2 separate regions of the Sus scrofa genome follow, and region 1 is linked to region 2. A link is a contact called in public Hi-C data. All regions are on one chromosome and are shown on one strand. The core of a region is the stretch at or near the end of the contact, and the rest is flanking DNA. Distances in the headings are between cores, read along the strand shown.

Region 1 (6,371 bases), core at 1,112-3,611, 53 kb before region 2:
ACACAACATTGTAAATCAACTAATCTTCAATTTAAAAAAAGAAAGATAAAGGTTTGAAAACCATGGCTGGTTCTATAAAGCCATAGTTCCTCCCTCTTCCAGAGTCTCATTTCGTCCTGCTGTGGCCCCCAAATGGTCCTGCAAGCTGCCTTGCCCCAGGTATCCACCCCCTTGGTATTCCCATCCCCAGTGTGTAACCAACCAATAGCCTAATGGAGAAAAGATGTCGTGAGATGTCCAAACTGTGGCATCTGAAGACACTGCAGCTTCTGCCTTAAACTCTGATCACGCACTCATTCTGGAGGGAGGTGGCCACCAGTAGGACAAACCAACAGCCCTGAGCAGACTTCACTCGATGTAGGACCAGCCAGCCTGCTGTTGAGTCACCATTCTGGAAGTGGCCTGCAGGTGACCACAGCCCCAAGGGACACATTCATGCAATCTCTTTAGTGATCCTGAGCCAGAACCACCAGCTTAAGCCAGTGCTAAATTCCTGACCCACAGGAAAAGCAAAAACAAACAAACAAACAAACAAACCAAACAAAAAACCTAGAGAATTCCTGTTGTGGTGCAACAGAAAAAAACCCGACTAGTATCCATGAGGATGTGGGTTGAGGATCCGGCGTTGCCATGAGTTGTGGTGTAGGTCGCAGACATGGCTTGGATCTGGCGTTGCTGTGGCTCTGGTGTAGGCCAGTGGCTATAGCTCCGATTAGACCCCTAGCCTGGGAACCTCCCTATGCCGCAGGAACGGCCCTAGAAAAGATAAAAAGACAAAAACAAAACAAAACAAAACAACCAAAAAAACCCTGTTCCCTTTAAGATTTAGATGGTAAAGAAAAGGGAAGGTCCTTCAGGGTTTGCTTAGGGCTTGGAGACGATGCTCACTTTTCACTTTGTAAGAAGAAGAGGAAGGAGGGATGAAGTTAAAAATGCCATCTATGGGGGATAATGGATAGAGAGAGGGGTAAAAAAGAGAAGTCAAGTTAAGGGTGAACTAGGGGAAGGGTAGGTTTTACGCCCCAAGACAGGGCAGTGAATTGTGCTCTGGACTGCACTTGGTGCTCAATCCATACACATGGAGCCATCGGATGTTTGAGTGGAGTAGGTCCAAGGGGGCCAAAGTAAGCATGGAGGAAGGTCAAGGCTGGGGCTCTACAGGGTGCCAGTGAGAACCCCCTGGGAATCCAGGAGGTAAACCCAGTCCTATCTGCTGAGGGGTTTCGGGGGAGTAAGGGGTCTGAGAGGTAAGGAGCAGAACTGTCCCTGAGGAGAGAGCTCAGAGTCCTGTGCAGTGAGCACCCAGGGAAGGGACAGAGAGGCCCCAGGGGCTGGGCCACCACTGACTTTTCTTAATCAAGAGCCAATGCCTTTTGTTTCCCTCTGGAAGGTCCTTGAGTCCCTGCGAGGCCTGGCTTATCCACGACAGTGGAGGCTTTGTGCTTCTCTCTGAAATAAAACTTTTATCTTAAAAAAGAAAGTGTATCCAATGCAGTCTGTCCTAATCACCATATTCAGCGCTTCCTCAACTCTGGAGGGGAGGGCGCATGGGCTCTGGTTCCCTGGGGCACAGGGGAAAGTACCAGTACTGCAGAAGCTGGCTCCTAATTCTTTCTTCCCTATCTCTCTTATAATGTGTCAAAGATACACAGGAAGTTTAATTCCAAAACTTGGCTTTGATTTTTTTTTTCCAGCTAAACATTGGGAAAGACCAGGCCATGTGGCCAGGGAAAGTGAAACGTGGATTAAATTCCCAAACATGTGGGGCAGCGTGACAAAAGGGCCCAGGAATGCCGAGCAGGGCCGGGAGCATCCGCAGCTGGCACAGGTGTGGCCTGCTTGGGAGGAGATGCTTCCCTGTGTCTAGGGCTTGAGGGAGAGAAGCTGGCTGGCCATGACTCACAGGCCTCTTTTTGTTCTCCGAAGGCCGGAGTGAACTGAGGACTCATTAGAGGCCCTGCGCTCCCCCAGCAGGTCCAGTCAAGCCTCTTTGACCCAACTTGCACTGGAGCCTGACAGCAGTCTCGCAGGCTCAGCGTCCGGGCCCACAGGCTAGGGATACCCTTGCAAGACGGAAGGGCGGGTTCTGAACCAGGTGAGATAGGGAGGAGGGCCCCGGCGGTCACGTGACCGGCAACATGAAAGCAATTTTGTTAACATTCTGGGCTCCAGGGTCGCGGAGCGCGGCCGGGGCCCCTTAAAAAATCCACGGATCGCCTGCGCCGCGTGTGCCTGCAGATCGTGCAAACTCCCGGGAGCGGAAGGCGGGCTGCTCTCCCGGTCGCCCAGTCGCCTGGCCTGGAATGAGGCCACCACCCGGCAGGTCACCATGCCGGAGTACGTGCCCCGGCCGGTGGCCCAGCGGGACTCGGGTTTGTCGCCGCACAGAGCAGGGGACACTCAGGCCCTGAGGACGCCGGCCCCGGGTCCCAGGATCGCGGCCCGCTTCACAGCCGCTCTGGTGATGAGGGGACAGATGCCCGCGACATCCTAGTAAAGATGTGGGCTCAGCCCACCAGGGAGGCGCTGGGCTGGGATTTAGGCGGCGGCTCGGCTGGGCCAGGGAGGGAACAGTTCTTCCTGGGCCCGCGGCTCCAGCGCGGCCTCCATTTCCCGGCTCTGCGCGGCGGCCTTTGTCTCGGCGGGGCCCGTGGCGCCCCCTGCTGGCCGGCCTGGGCCGCGCCTCCTCGGCCTCTTCCGGATCTTGCTAGTTTCTCTGGAGGCCGCGGCCACACAGACAGAGATTATGCAGTTTTGCTCGCTGCAAAGGAGATGCTTGCATGGCTGTGCCTGTAGCCCTTCAGCGCTCGCGGTTCCCCTGTCAACTCAGAGGCGGCCAGACAGGAGCGGCAGCTTTGCTGGGAGAACCCCGTTTCCCTCAGCAGCTTCAGTGGGGCCGAGAATCCTGGGCTTGTGCCACAAAGCTTTAGAAAATGGCTCCATTGAACCTTTCCAGAGATGTTCCCCAAGCCGCAGAGGTTTGGCCATTTGAAGCCCTTTTAAGTCAATATACCAAAGAGCTTTAGTCTGGATTAACTGCACAATGCCAAAATTTCACTTTTAAAAGCACAAGGACTAAGTGCAACCTAAGCGTATTTGTAAACCAGGCAAAACAGGCACTTGGGAGAGCCCTCCTCTCCCCACACCCCTCCCTCCATCCCATTTTGTGCCTTTGCCCAGAGCCTCAGGAGCCAAAAATCCTGGCAACTCTCTTCTTCCCGCTGGCAACGGCGAAGTGTGGGCGCAAAGAGGTCATCTTTTAAATCTCTGAAGGATTCAAGTCAGTGTGTGTCACAAAAAAGCACACTTCCCCTCAGCTCAAGGTGGGGGGAAGCCTAGGAGGGTCCCTGGTGCAACAGCTGGACCTAGGAGGGCCCTGGTCAGGCGACCCCACCTCTCTCCATCCCCCAGCACATCGCAGGTTCTCGATAATGAAACAAGGATTCTGCCAAAGAAATCCACTACGATGCCCCTGGCTTTCTAGGAGCAATAAATGAAAGTCTCTTATAGTAAAAAAAAAAAAAAAAAAAAAAAAAAAGATTGATGAAGTCGTCAGGGAGAGGCAGAGAAAACACAGCCTAATCCAGCAACTCAAGACAACGGTGCAGAAGCAATTTGCTTCTGAAACTCTAACAGGAGATGCTTTAGCACTTCCTGGCAGCACTGCAGGAGCCAGCAAATAAATATTTCCACATGGAAGAAAATGGTCCTTCAAAACATGGCTTCCCCCATTCAAGAAAGAGATACAGCAAGGCTCCCCTACTTTAGTGGCAAAGAGCATCCTTATTTATTTGTTCCAGTTTGGAAACTGTGTGCCTTTCCATTAGGATTCGCGGATGTAAACACTGGTTCCCCAGTGAATTGAATTAGTCCGACACCCCCTCCCCCCCTTGCCACTTGCTTCAGGGAACAATAGAGGAGCTTCTGGCTGACAAATTACGCCTTCATTTAATGCTCTGATTATCTGGCAAGTTAAAAACAGTCATATTAAAAGCCTGGACCTGCCTCATATTTAATCTGTACTTGTTACTTTCCTCCATTTATGTTTGTTCCCCAAAGATTAAAAAAAATAATAATACTAAAGATGCCTTAGTGTCACTTGTGTCCTGAGTTTGAAACCAGTGAGCAACCAGGTTGAACATGAAACTGATGGTGGCCAAAGGCTGTCACTGGATACCATCATCCGCTGTTCACACAGACGGCAGTTCCTTCTTTAATAAAAATATTCTGGCAAGCGGCTGTGAGTTAGGGCTTCCTTCTGCCGCTTGCCCAGGTTGGAGGCGTCTCCAGGGACAACAGCACGGGGAAACTTCTCTGCTCTATGGTTTCAGAGAACACTTTTCAGCCTGGCTTCAGACCGCTGAAGTGAAAGTGAATTATGCTGAGCACAGACGAATCATGTTTAATTCAAGTGAAATTCATTCACTCATTTGTTCTATAAATATTTATTGAGCTCCTCTTTTGCAGAAAAGGCGGTCCCTCCTGAAAGGCCACGGTTCCTTGGGCGGGTGGCGACCCCCACGTGGCATGGACGCCTGGGTGCCTGTGTGCTCAGCCTGGCCCCTTGGTGTCTCTACACGTTTCTACACATACTGATCCCAGAGTTGTAGGGTGGTTTGCTATGCTTTTTTAAAAAAAGAAAATCAGGCCCTTGTCTGATTGTTTAATGATGCTGCTTGTTTCATCTAAATTTTAACACTGAACCTAGATCTAGCTGAAATCGGTTAGTGGCATTTAACAGATGATAAATATAGCTTCTTGGCCGGGTCGTCAGAGTATAAAATCTGAGCCTCCTTTTTCCATTTTCAGGCCGCGTTTTCCCAGTAACCCACGGTCCCCTGCTCCTTAATGAGGAAGGACTCCCTCCCGGCTCTGTGCCCTCATTCCTATAATGTAAACAGCTACTCATGGCTCCTATTTCTCTTTGTTCAAACAAACAATAGCCTTTATAACTAAGAAGAAAATTAGTATCAGGTGAAAGCCTCATTTTAGAGCACTTAAAGCATTCTCTCTTTTCCAGAAGAACCACGTCCGTCAGCAATCTGGAGAAGAAGAATTCACATTTAAAGTTTGGAAAGTGGCAGAAAAAAAAGGTCTGTGTTTCATGATGCATAGACGCCCTTGTGGTTGAATTTTAAATATATTTTTTTTCTTTTCTTCTCTAACTTCTTAACTGAAAAGCTGGTACTCAGGGAACAAGGGTGGTCAAGGGTCTTGGGGTTCAGCAGCCCCCTCCCAGCTTTGGGGGCTTGTGGGAGACCCACTCTCTTTGTCACAGCCTGGGCAAAGCCTTGATGTGGGGGAGATTGGGTTTCTTCGCCAAATTAAGGGGTTACACTTATTAATGTCTGAGGAGTGCTTGGAAATGAAAGATGAGCTAAAATATGCCCCGAAGCCCCTGATTCCTCTCCAACATAAAAGGAATCTCTTCCTGCTTGACCTCAAGTGCTTAAAAAAAGCATCATGTGATTCGACACTTAACTCCTTGGGTCACGTAGGAGGGACTTTGTAAACTTTTTCTGTTATTTTATGAAATACATTCAGTTGGGGGCTAAATTTCAAGTCATCCAGGGTCGTGCATGTCAGTGGGTAAGCCCAAAACACTGTCTTGCTGCTCTTTTTACATCTCGCTCTTTGCACTTTTAACAATCGTTATTCTGGAAGTCTTTGGAACAAGACCAATGAGCTGATCCTTTGCTAATCATCAGTGTTTTCAGGGTCAGAAAAAGCCTTATACTTTATTTTCACAGAGTTTTACCAGTGATTTGATATGACTTTTCTTCAGGTTTGTGGTGGAATTTGATGTCTCCATTTTGTATTCTAACATCCAATAGAAAAATAGATATTAGGAAATACTGAAGCGTTTTGGGGGGGCCTCAAAATGGCATTTCAGATCTGGGATTTAGTGAAATTAAGCAGCTCAGATGGATAAACAATTATTCTTCATTTCTTTAAGGCACAGAAATTGAGACTAGGTTACAGCAACTTCATTGTTTTCATGGAAAATATTGACTACATGAGGAATGGAGTCTCATACCTTGTAAATACTTTTGTCCATTTAGAGTGATGAGAAGCTCCACATTAAAATGAGATGGGATGAAAAGAAGAAATAAGAAGCAAGTTAGTGTGCCAAGAGAGTTCATATTGCAGGAAAATCCTTTTGACTAGAACCAAGGTGGTGATTAGATGGGCTGAATTGGGTGCATCATTTTGGGGCCAGCCGCATGTGCAGGCCTCCGTGTGTAATCTTAAAACATTACACATGTGGCTCTGGCTTCCATAAGTTTTAGGCTGCCCAAGGCGGGAGCCACTGTCTTCCCAGGTAGTGCCAATTCATTTGATTTTGTGGGGGACCAGTAGGCTGACAAAGA
Region 2 (5,934 bases), core at 2,000-4,499:
TGTCATTGAGTTTATGAAGGATCCAGTCTCCTCTGGTTCTTTCTGTCTATTTTACTCAACCCTTTTTTTTTGTCTTTTTTGTCTTTTTAGGGCCACACCCGTGGCATATGAAGGTTCCCAGGCTAGGCATTGAATTGGAGCTATTGCTGCTGGCCTACACCACAGCCACAGCAACTCGAGATCCAAGGCATGTCTGTGACCTACAACACAGATCACAGCAATGCCAGATCTTTAACTCATCGAGAGAGGCCAGGGATCAAAACTGAGTCCTCATGTATACTAGTTGGGTTTGTTAATCACTGAGCCAGGATGGGAACTTACTCAACTCTTTTGAATTGCTAAACATCTCTGCCTCTGCCCCATCTCTTCCCCCTTTTATACATGTTAATTTAGAAAAATTTGAAGGCTCATAGGCTCATGAACATTAAAAATTACTGGTGGATATTTGGTGTGTATCTATCTTAAAGAGTTTCATATTGCATGAGATCATGCATTTTATTTCCCTTGGTATTATGTCGTGTTTGTTAATATTATTTTTAATACATGATATATAATTATTTTCATGTATTTTATACCGCTATTATTAACAGTTGAGTACTATTTCAGCACAGGCAGAGCCTGTTTTATTGTGCTTTGCATTATTGCCCTCAGCAGATATCCTGTTTTTAACAGACTGAAGGTTTGCGGCAACCTTGTGTCCACTAAGTCTATCAATGCTATTTTTAACAGCATTTGCTCATTTTGTATCTCTGTGCCAGATTTTGCTAATTCTCACAATATTTCAAACTTTTTCACTATTATTATGATTGTTGTGGTGATCTGGCATTAATGAGTGATGTTTGATATTACTATTCAAAAAGACAATACACTGAAGGCTGAGGTGACAGAAATTTTTAGCAATAAAGTATTTTTAAATTAAGGTATGTACATTGCTTTTAAAATAGTGCTATTGCACACTAAATGGACCACAGTACAGTGCAAACATAACCTTTACATGCACTGGGAAGTCAAAAAAATTCATGTGAATTACTTAATTGCAATATTTGCTTTATTAGGGTATCAAGAACTGAACCCACAGTTTATCTTCAAGGTCTGCCTGTGTATGAATGTGCCAGAATTAAATTAACTAAACTCTTAAATCTAAACCCTGAGGTCATTTCAACATTTTTGCCGTTATAAAGTGCTGCCTCCAATCTAGACAATCAGCCTGGTCTGTACCCTTCTGAACCATTCCTGGTGGCCGAACAATTATATAAAAACTACATACTCATAAAGTTTTTAAAATTTTATTTTAAAAATGGTACAAATGGTATTATACCCCAAAACTCACTTATCTTACTTTAAAAAATATGTCATGAAAGATTCTTCCAGAGAGTTCTTTAAATAGCTGCATAATACATTATGGTATGAATATACTCCTATTTGCCCAGCCGTTTTCCTTGATAGGCATGCAAGTTATTTCTTGATTTTTGCAATGCAAATAATCCTATACTAGACACCCTTGAACATAAATACTAGTATATCCATGTGTTTACTTCCATAGCAGGACAAAGAATTGAAATTGCTGAGTGAAGTGGCATATTTGTAAGGTTACTAGATTTATTAGATGCACCTCTTATAGGCATTCACACCAAAGTGTATGAGAATTAAGTTTCTCTGTTTCTTTCAAACAGATGTTCCAGCTAGAAGTATCTTGTATGCAAAATATCACCAAAGAAATTGATGCCCAGAAAAGTAATGGGATTGTTGAAGGTCATATGGCTAAAAATCTCAGAGTCAGGACCAGGATCCAGGTCTCCCGATTCTCTGACTAGGGTTTTTTGCATAACAGTAGGGATGAGGGTGTTGCTATTGCTGGGTAACAAAGTAGTCACACACTTAGTAGCTTAAAAAAGAGTCATATATATTGCTATATTTCTGTGGATCAGCAATTTAGACTGGGCTCTACGAAGATGATTTTCTGAGTTGAGTTCTCTTGTGTCTCTGTGGTCAGCTATGGGTCAGCTCTCCTGTGCCCGCACCCTGCAGCATACACTCTGAGGCTTGTTTTCATGGCAGAGGCCCTAAGAGAGTGGAAATATCTAAGACCTCATGAGGCTTATATACTCAGGGCTATCAGATCATCACTACCCCATATTCGATGGTCAGAGAGAGCTGAAGGGCCAGCCCAGATTTGAAGGGTGAAGATCGACTCTGCCTCCTAAGGGGAGGAGCTGCAGTGTCACAGTGGAAAGGGCAAAGATGAAGAAAGACCTGGAGGATGGGAACCCTGTTTGCAAGCACGCCACCAAGTTGTCATGTTATGTTTTCCCCACTTTCCAAACAACTACTTTGGTATCATTTTGACCTGGTCGTTTGGAATATCGCGGCACTGTTAGAGCATAAAGATAAAAAAAGGAATGTTTGTCATGAAACCTTAAAAAGCTTTCCCAAGATATGTGCAGCACATTTGGAGCCCAACCATATTAGGTCAGAACTTATCCCATTAAAAAATAAATTTGTCACATCAGAGAAATTAATCACCATGACCATTTTACTCTCATTATTTGAAGTATGTTACACACAGAGGGTTGGTGGTTTTCTCTTCTTTACTGCTCTTTTGGAAAGTTCTGCAGCTGTGTCCGGCACCATTCGGAGTATGTGTCACTGGTGTCTTTTTTTTTTTTTTTTTTTTTACTTATTTTGTATGTGTGCCTTTTCCCCCTTTTATTATGTCTGTAATTTTTCCATCTCACACAATAAACAAATGAAGAGGAGGGATTTACAGGTCATAAAAATAGCGGGCCATAAATAAAGTTAAACATGGTAAACTTCCTCCTGATATTTCCACAAGAGTGTGTCCTTGGAGATGAAGGGTGGTCCGTGGTACAGGGCTGATGTGCCTCTCTTTGCTGTGACTACAGCCTGTGGCTGCAGAGACAGCCCAGCAGGGGCACTTGTGAGTGCTGGGGAGAGAGCAACTTCTATATTTAGCAACTTCTGGCTTCAGCCAAATATAAAATGGATTTAGGATGTGGGTTGAGGACAAGGAAGGGAGCACGCACATGTTAATATTTCATTTGTTCTTTCCTGAATCAGCAGCTTTGTGTGGAAAATGACCTTCTGTGACTTTCCTGTTTGTAGTCAAAGATCGGCATGGAGAGAAAAGACACTAATGTGGAACTCTGCTGACTTATTACACCAGGCATTTCATGCAGTCTATGTGGGCATGCTGGCCCAGCCTCTGCCTCCTGCAGCAAAGTCTCCACCTCTGAGCAATGGCGAGGGAGCGCCTGCCAAGGGGGCCCAGGATTCTGAGGGATGAAGCTGAGCATCCTGGGCGCCTTCCATGGTAGAAATCCATGATGTGGCTGAGAATGTTTATAATAACTAAAATAAGCATGGAGTTCAGAACTATAGGTTTCAGTAAAAAGCACTTTAGAAACATCCTGTACCAGAAACTCCTGTCCAAAGGGAACAGGATACGAAGAAAAGTGGAAACCCTATTGTTTACTTGGGGGTATGAAAAGAAATAGGTCAGTGATTTGTTTCCATAGCGACTATTATTGAAATAAGACAAACTGACACCAGTACTGAGTTATTCTGCTATTCAAGCCCTTTTAAAAGATCACTTTAATCCGAGTTAGTTCTTGAATATAAACAAGAAGATCAAGTTATCTTGCACAATAATTATCCTTTGCCACCTGCAAATGAGACTTAAAAAATAATAAAGTTAAAATAATCCACATTCATGCCATACCCAATTATGGGTTTAAATATAACATGGGTTTTAGATATAGGAATCATGTCCCTGGTATTTGCAATTTAATTCTAGTTCTTTTTTTTTTTTTTTTTTTGTCTTTTTGCCATTTCTTGGGCCACTCCCGTGGCATATGGAGGTTCCCAGGCTAGGGGTTAATCGGAGCTGTAGCCACCGGCCTACGCCAGAGCCACAGCAACGCGGGATCCGAGCCGTGTCTGTGACCTACACCACAGCTCACGGCAACGCCGGATCGTTAACCCACTGAGCAAGGGCAGGGATCGAACCCGCAACCTCATGGTTCCTAGTCGGATTCGTTAACCACTGCGCCACGACGGGAACTCCTAATTCTAGTTCTTAAAGTAATATTTGTTCTTGCTTTTCCTCCAAACTACAGAGCACTTATTTGCTGTTGTTGACCTCTGCAACCATGTGACAGGAGTCTGGGTTGTAAACCTGGGCCGTGAAGCTGACTCCTGGATGACCAGTTTTAATTTGACCTTCCAATCTGAGAGCAAGGAATGCGCTTTGCACACAGGAGTCCAATCGCTTCAGCCTTTTTGACCATTGAGTTGAATTACTGCCTGGTGATGCCTTCTGACATGATCAATATCCATTTTCAAGAAAATTAAGGTGTCCTCGGTGGCCAGGTTCAGCCTGTGCTTGTGGAGACACTTCCCAGTTAGGGGGGACAGAGAAAGAAACTGCTGTTTGGCCCCCTCCCTGCTCCTCTTCTCCTGCGGAATCTGGGTCGGAAGGATCCTGTTCCCTGTGGTAGGTTTTCTGTCTGGACCATTTCTTTGGCTCAGCTCTTAACTTTTGTAAACACAACTTAAGTGGGTCCGTTCTCAACCATGAGATGTGGAAATCAAGTCTCATCCTTTGTTCCAGACTCTTGGGGCCGAGGATGGAGGGGCTATGCGTGCAAGCGTGAGTGTGCTTACGTGTGTGCGGGAGAGTGTGTGAATGTGCATGAGTGTGAATGAATGTGAGACTGGATGTGTGTGAATGCAGGAGTGTGAGTGTGTGCACGTGGATGTGAATGTGAGATGGGATGTGTGTAGATTCAAGAGTGTGTTTGAGTGTGCACGATTGGGTGTGCTCGAACGATCTCCAGCAGGGAGAACACAGCAGGGGACGTGGACCTTCCCCAAGAGGGGTTCCTGGGCACAGGGACACCTTGGGGATGGTCCAGCACCTACCCTCAGATTTCTGGGTCTGGACCCCAGCCCCTCCCTGTCAGCAAGACAATCCGGGTCATTCTCCCGGGCTTTCAGCAATTTTCCTTCTATTGGACCGCCTCACAGGCATGTGGAGGGAGAAATGATTTCTTGAGTAAGAAGGAGGGGCGGTGGTTGTGGAGGCTGAACCTTTCGGCTAAAATTAGGTGAGAAGATTACTTGCGGATCAGTAAGGAGCTTAGTGACTGGCTTCGTTCCTGCACTAGGTCAAGGCTCCTATCTTTCTTGTTCTTCTAGCACCAATATCTGTCAGATAAATATACTGTCTCTATATAAGCAATGATTCTTTTCTCCTAACATGAGACAACAATGGAGTTATGAGACAGTGAGCACGCTGCAAAGAGAATGGAGCCGGTTGTGTCCCTGCGAAGAGCCCTGCCCCCCTGTCCCCTACATGATGCTCCAGAGGGAAGGCACTGCGCCCTCGCTACAGTGTTCCCAAGGCAGGGCCACTCTCTGAGGATGGCCTGCTGCCTCTTCTACACGGAGAGACAGAGCAGACACAGTTTAGGTTATTTGAAACATGTAAGCTAGTGCAGTTCATTTGTTTTCTCAAATTGCTGATCTTGAAAAATGAAATCAATCATAACCCAAGGAAGCAAGAGAAGGATATTTCTTATACTTGTTTGCTTTCTCAGAGCCTGCCAAGTTAGAAATCCACACGAATGAAATATAAATGACTACTAACTTGAAGCACTACGCAAATCCTAAAAGTTCTTATAAACATGTAAGGTACAACTAAAACACCAAGGGACAAAATATTAGCTTATTTGTTGGTTTGTATGATATTTCTAGGTTTGTAAATAAAAGCATCTCTGTTAAAAAGAATTCCTTAAAAGAAGTGAAAACAGGGAGGAAGAGAGGAAGGGAGGAAGAGAAGGAGGGAGGCTCTCTATCTCTGAGAATCTGAACTTTTTTTTTCCCCTCCTTTTAGGGCTGCACCCATGGCATATG

What was found. Hi-C and Micro-C count contacts between places; a contact is called where the count stands out from the background.
Region 1: a contact with region 2 is called in a Hi-C map of skeletal muscle, with 2.7 times the contacts expected there. The contact joins two enhancer-like sites. A contact is called at or near these places in 1 of 5 promoter capture datasets (liver), 10 of 47 Hi-C or Micro-C datasets (embryonic fibroblasts, fetal heart ventricle, fibroblasts and 3 more) and 2 of 2 datasets of contacts at active chromatin or transcription factors (alveolar macrophages and skeletal muscle).

The regions. Positions count from the first base shown.
Region 1 is chr1:147,891,856-147,898,226 of Sscrofa11.1, reverse strand. No RefSeq gene overlaps it. Among named protein-coding and RNA genes, the nearest start is that of ZNF516, 93 kb to the left of the region's middle. Within about 2 kb of position 2,361, at least 56 of the 83 cell types and tissues checked have an H3K27ac peak or open chromatin away from gene starts, as enhancers often do. A contact at or near this core is called in alveolar macrophages and skeletal muscle, where this site is marked.
Region 2 is chr1:147,840,571-147,846,504 of Sscrofa11.1, reverse strand. No RefSeq gene overlaps it. Among named protein-coding and RNA genes, the nearest start is that of ZNF236, 61 kb to the right of the region's middle. Within about 2 kb of position 3,249, at least 15 of the 83 cell types and tissues checked have an H3K27ac peak or open chromatin away from gene starts, as enhancers often do. A contact at or near this core is called in alveolar macrophages and skeletal muscle, where this site is marked.